2 separate regions of the Mustela erminea genome follow, and region 1 is linked to region 2. The links are chromatin contacts, called in public Hi-C maps. All regions are on one chromosome and are shown on one strand. The core of a region is the stretch at or near the end of the contact, and the rest is flanking DNA. Distances in the headings are between cores, read along the strand shown.

The links. A called contact is a pair of places that touch in the nucleus more often than the background predicts.
Region 1: a Hi-C map of fibroblasts shows a contact between it and region 2, with 1.9 times the contacts expected there. The contact joins the enhancer-like site here to the promoter of YWHAG in region 2. A contact is called at or near these places in 3 of 3 Hi-C or Micro-C datasets (fibroblasts, skeletal muscle and spleen).

The regions. Positions count from the first base shown.
Region 1 is chr20:33,462,257-33,465,406 of mMusErm1.Pri, reverse strand. No RefSeq gene overlaps it. Among named protein-coding and RNA genes, the nearest start is that of HSPB1, 9.7 kb to the left of the region's middle. Within about 2 kb of position 1,421, the one cell type or tissue checked has open chromatin away from gene starts, as enhancers often do. A contact at or near this core is called in fibroblasts, where this site is marked.
Region 2 is chr20:33,426,333-33,429,443 of mMusErm1.Pri, reverse strand. YWHAG (14-3-3 protein gamma) reads right to left here and starts at 1,463. Exons shown (of 3, transcript XM_032327322.1): 1 at 1,144-1,463. The coding sequence starts at 1,230.

The sequences.
Region 1 (3,150 bases), core at 172-2,671, 36 kb before region 2:
CACAGCAACCCCATGCCACTGAGAGGCAGCAGAGGCTTGTGGTTATGCTTTCTGCCAGTGGTCAAAACTGCGGGGGTTCAAATCCTCATCCCCTCATCAGGTGGGGGCGCCTGGGTGGCTCAGCGGGTTGAGCCTCTGCCTTGGCTCAGGTCATGATCGCAGGGTGCTGGGATCCAGCCCCAAATCCCGCTCCAACGTCCCCCCCACCTCTGCCTACTTGTGATCTGTCAAATAAATAAATAAAATCTAGTCCTCATTGGGTCGCTTACTAACTGTGGGACGTCGGGCAAGTTACTAAGTCTTGGTTTTCTCCTCTGCAAAGCGAAGCTGATTTGATTCCTAATACAAGGGAAGTCTGAACCAGAGCCGAAACCACACGCTAAACACCGGGTCCACGCCAGGCATTTTTATGAGGTCGACCGCATTATTCCCACTTAACAGATCCGGAAACTGGGAAGCCGTCCGTCTGAAAGGCCGCGAACTTGAGAGGTCACACCACACCACGGGGACGCGGCAGGGCGCGAGTTCAGACCCTGCCACACAGACAGCCCTTTCACTTGGAACACGACAGACGTGGCTGCGGGACAGAAATGTCACCTTCGTAAGCAGGAGCTGACCTGCCCGTCTCCCCTCGCTCACCCTACCCCCCAACCCCCCAACGCCCAGACCCCAGGGCCTCAGTGTGTCCTAGTTCTGTGTGGGGAGCTCTTAGGGCAGAAATTGGGGCGCACGCGCTCCCTACCATTCCTGCCGTCTGATTCTGGGGCCGGCCCTGGGCTGCCACCACCCGTTCCAAGCTGGGAGCGGTGAGGGGGGACAGGGGGCCTTTGGGGGGTGGGGGGTGAAGCCGGCCCTCCCTCCCTCAGGAGGACGGGGCCGTGAGGCAGGCGAGGCCTGGAATGCCAGGAAGAGGCCGGGGCGGCTTCAGCGCTTCCCGACGCCAGCTTACGGGGCCATGGGGCCTCCGTGTGACAGACCCAAGTCGCCTCCCTCCCCGAGCCCCTTCGACTGCTGTTAGGGTGGAGGCTGCACCGAGCCCCGGCCTCCTCCTCTGCAGCCCCCACCCCCACCCCCAGGCTGCTCGCAGGGGAGGGCTGCGCAGGGGCGGGCGCACGGGAAGCCCGCTCCGGGCGGTTGCGGTTCCGCCGGCTGTTCGGAAACGGAGGGGCAGGCACTGGTTCGGAGGGAAAGCGGGCGCCCAGAGACGTGGCCAACCGCCTACACGGCGTGATAACACCGCCAGCGCCCAGACCAGGCTCCTCAGGGGGACAACTGCGCCCGAGGAGAGCGGAGGCGGGCTGAGGCAGGGCGGAAGAGCAGGACCCAGCCCCGCGGCGGGCGCGAATCGGGCCTGCGCGCCTGCGCAGGCAGATCCCGGCGCAGGGCTAGCAACAGGCCGACCATTGGAAGAGCGGGACAGGCTGGCCTGTGATTGGTTCTCGCCACTGTCCGAGATTGGAAGGCGGGCCGTGTCCCGCCCAGCTCCCATCCGGGTGCCTGGCCCGTCCTGGAACCTTCGCGACCCCGGCTTGTGAGGGCCGCGCGTTCTTCAGGGCGCGGGCTTGTCCGTAGTCCCGTGGCGGGAGCGTGGGGGCGAGCACCTGCGGGGTGCACACGCCCGCGTAGGGCCGGGCGGCTCGCTCATGTGCCTGCGCCGAACCGAGGCGGGCAGGGCCCAGGTGTTTGGGATGGGAAGTGACCCGAGAGAAGCCCGTGCACGGGTGTCCCACGTGTGCTGGCACCGAGGCTGCCCAGAGGCTGGCAGGAAGCAGAGCCTGGAGGAAACGCGGGGCGGGAGCCGGGGTTGGGGGTAGGGGTAGGGGCAGTGCCTAGGCGGGGCCGTGCCCAGGTGGGTGGAGGACCCCCCCCTTACTCCCAGCTCCAGCGCCCAGCAAACCGGCTGGTACCCCCGGTAATGGTACAGGAGTGGCCTGACCAGTCGTCGCTGGTGCATTTGGGGGAGGAGGGCGAGTCGTGAGGGATGGACAAAGGCGTTTTGGGTTCTGCTGTCCAGGTTCATTTTGGCCCTGTCACCACTAGGCAAAGAAACCTTAAGTCCTACCTAACACACTGCGGGGACCAATTATTATTGCTCCTTTCGCTCAGAAGACAGATGCAGCAGCTGCTTGATTTTGGACAGAATTTGGGGAGATCACGTGGAAAGGGACTCGCCTAAAAATGTGTGCAATCGTCATCCATAAACTGCTTATCCTTTATACCGGTTACCTAGCCATTATTCCTGAAATCTTGTCTCTATTTCTAAGCCAGTCTCCTCATTTAGGGCAAGAGAATAGGTTTCACTCCTCGTCTGCCCACTACGCAATCCTCTGCAACTTAGAATTCATCTTCGAGGGCCCACAATGCTCCCCAAAAGACAGGTTTTTGAAACTGAGGTTTGGGGCTCCTGGGTGGCTCGGTGGTTAAGCCTCTGCCATCATGGGCTCAGGTCATGATCCCAGGGTCCTAGGATGGAGCCCCACATAGGGCTCCCTGCTCGATGGGGGCCTGCTTCTCCCTCTCCCGCTCTCCCTGCTTGTGTTCCCTCTCACTGTGTGTCCCTCTCTCAAATAAATAAGTAAAATGTTAAAACAAAACTGAGCAGGTTCCTAATGGAGAAGGCAAAAACATCTGTAAACCATAATGACATTATACCTCTGTATCTGGGGAGGCAAGGACTTTCAGAAGGCTTTGATAACAAACTCAACAGAACCCAAAATGAATTTTCCACCAGGCTTTAAGGAACCCACCAGCCACTGAAACCCCATTCCTAAAATCTAGCTTCAGGCTAAGTGAAAAAGAAGAAGGGTTTGATTACTCTTTTGGTCCCTAAGAGTAAGTAGGGGAAAAGTCCATCACTGTAGGAAGAAGCAGCTAACACCAAGATTGTGTTAAAACAACTTGAGGGGTGCCTGGGTGGCTCAGTGGGTTAAGCCTCTGCCTTCAGCCCAGGTCCCTGGGATTGAGCCCCGCATCTGGCTCTCTGCTCTGCGAGGAGCCTGCTTCCCCCTCTGCCTACCTCTCTGCCTGCTTGTGATCTGTCAAATAAATAAATCTTTAAAAAAAATTTTTAGGGGCCCCTGGGTGGCTCAGTGGGTTGGGCCGCTGACTTCGGCTCAGGTCATGATCTCAGGGTCCTGGGATCGAGTCCCG
Region 2 (3,111 bases), core at 214-2,713:
ACTGGCGATCAGCATCCTCTTTTCATCAGTATGAGGATGCGCTAGCTTTTCTTATTAAAAAAAAAAAAAAAAAAAGCCTCAGCTATACCTACAATTAAAAAAAAAAAAAAAAGACTTTTTCCTCCTTTAAAATAACTCCTCCCAGCCTCCACCCAGTCTAGGCTCTCTGCAATATGACAAATGCAGAATCTTCTAGAATGACTTGATACTGCCTCCCACCACTGCTTTGTTTGCAACATCAGATCAGAAAGAATATTTTTTCAACTTATAGGCATTTCAACAGATGTGTGCCTATATTTAAAAAAGAAACCGCATGTGTCACAAATTGAACCAGTCGGCTAAATGCATAACCTTTATTTTAAAGACAATTACCTACCCTTTTAAATACAAGAAAAATTAGGGGGAAATGGAGAGGGCATGTCGTGAACGATCAATGAAAAAGCCGGCGAGACCTACGTTCCCCTTGCCTAAATTGCAAGAGGACTTGCTTTGGGGTATAGAGAAAGAGGAGCCTTTTGTTAAGAAAAACGTGAGAGCAGCAAGGAGGTTTCGGTTTGGCACCACTGAGCCCAGGGTTTCAGGAGAGCCTACATTTTTCCTGGATAGGTTCTAAAGGATCCATCAGGAGAGGCAGTGGGGAAGATCTTTGGGCGGGGGGGGGGGGGGGGGGGCAGTATTAGAAAACCCGGAGACCTGATGAGTGAATGGGAAAGGCGCCGCCCAGACACCGGGGAGAGAAAGAGGAACCGCATCCATGCGGTCCCCCGCCCCCACGCCCAGGCTGGGAGGAGGGGAAGTGGGGCACAAAGGATGTTCACGGCCCCCGCTCAGGTCCCCAGCGGACCCGGAGACACGGGGCCAGGGACCCCGATCCCGAGACCAGCCCTGCAAGATCCCGCTCCAGCCCGAGCCCGGGGAGGGCCTACGAGGCAGCGCCGCCGGCCCTGGGGGACGCTCGAGGAGAGGCCGCGTCACAGCTCGAGTCCCTATCGCTGTCGGGGCCCTCCCCAGCCCCGCGAGTGGGTGGGGAGGGGCGGTCAACGCTGCAGTCGCGACTGGCGACTAGTCCCCGGGCCGTCCACGCGAAGACCGGTGTCTGCGAAGGGACTGGGGCGAGGCGGGGGGAGGGGAGGAGAAACTCACGTTCTTCATGGCCGCGGCCATGTCGTCGTAGCGCTCCGCCTGCTCGGCCAGCCGGGCTTTCTGCACCAGTTGCTCGCGGTCCACCATCTTCGCGGGCTGGGTCGGGCCGGGTGAGGAGACCGGGGCGACCTGAAGGGCTCGGAGGGCGGCTGCGGCGCGACTGGAGCCCGTGTGCCGGAGGGGCCGACCCACGAAGCGAGCAGCCGAGGCGACGACGGCGGCGGCGGCGCGGAGACTATGGCTGGAGCTGCGACCGCGGGACCGGGCGCGAGGCGGCTGCGGCTGCTGTGCGTGCCGCGGGCGGACAACCCCCTGCGGCCCCGCCCACGCCGCGTGACGCCACCGGCCCCGCCCCGGCCCCGCCCCGGCCCTTCCGCTTCTCGGGCTTCCCCTCCCCAGCTGAGCTCGCGGCCCTTTTCTGGGCGTCCCCCTCTTCCACCGACCCTCTGCCAGGGCTCCCCGTTCCTCACTTCGCCCCGATTCCTGCGCCCCAGTTTCTCCGGACTACCCTACACACTACCCCCTCACACCTCCGCCCTGTCAGGCCCGGCGCGTGGGCCCTTGGGAGTTGTAGTTCACCCAGCAGTGGGGTGATACGCTGGAGAAATCAAGGACAAAGGGGCGGTCAGGACTACAACTCCCAATGGTCATAGCGCGTGAGCGGTGGCGAAGGTGGGGGGGGGGGGTCTAATTCCGCGGCCACTGGGGACCCCTGGCGGGGACTAAGGCTGCATCAGTCAGAGCGAGTGCTGATTCACGGCCCCGCCCCATATTCTCCGGGAAATTACGAGGGGAGGGGGCCAGGACCTCAGCCCTGGCCCCCGTCTCTGAGCTAAAGTAGCAGCCAGGCCGGGGAGGGACAGAGGACAGGACGCGCGTCCGCCGCAGATCCAGACAGGCCAGGGTAGTGTCCCGCTGCGGGATGCATTGAATTAAGGAGCTTAATATTGGGAGCTAAACTGTCACCCTCCCCCACAAGGTTCTGTTTCCCCATACCCACGTTGAGGTTCGTGGACCCGAAGGGATGAAAACATGGAAAGACAAATACTGGCCAGGCATTCTGGTTGATTTACAGAAAGGATGCAGCTGTCCGCAGGCTGACCCGTGGGGAGATCCTTCCTCTCCAGGGTGGGGTGTCAAAGATTAAGTTCTGTTGCCCAGAGCCTACTGCATGCTTAACGCGAGGTTGTATCTGAGGGTTAACCGACCCTTCCCTCCCCACCTAGGACTTATGCACAGAGGTCAGGCTGGCAAATTCTTGCTCCTATGTTTCCCTTTTCCACATCCCATGTAGCTCACACACCCACAGTTTTGACTGTACGTTTTATCTGCTTAATTTTTTTTTCAGCAATTATCTGTTGAGCACCTACTGTGTTCCAAGCACTGTTCTAAGCAATGCGGGGAGAGCGAGGAACAAAATAAAAAATCCCTACACCACCCCCAAAATATGTAATATAAGGATATGTATGTAGAGTATGTTAGGAAGTGATAAGGAGTTTTAAAAAAAAATACAGGGTAAGAACGGTTGTGTATGAGAATCTAGAACGAAGGAGTCTCTTAAAGGATGTGTAGCATTTGAGAGCATGAAGGGGTTACAGGCAGCAGGACTCAGAGGCTGGTTTCTCCCTGAAGCATTTATTTATCATTAGGTGAAGAATCCAATGTGTTTGTTGCCTTAAGTGATGGGTAGTGGGACCGGGGATGGAGTCAGGAGCCAGAACTTGAGAAGCCCCGAATGACAGGCAAGGCAGTGAAGACTTTATCCTGAAATAAATAGGAAACCTGTGGAGAGATCTTAATGAGGGGCAGAAAATGATGAGATTTGCATCTGTGTTCATTACCATTGCCTTCTCAGAGCTTAGCACAGCACCTGGCACATAGTAAATATGTAGAACATATGAAATAAATGAATTATGGAATGCATGCACTTCAGGGAGCCTGCTCTGGCAGAAGTGGGGACGAACTCAG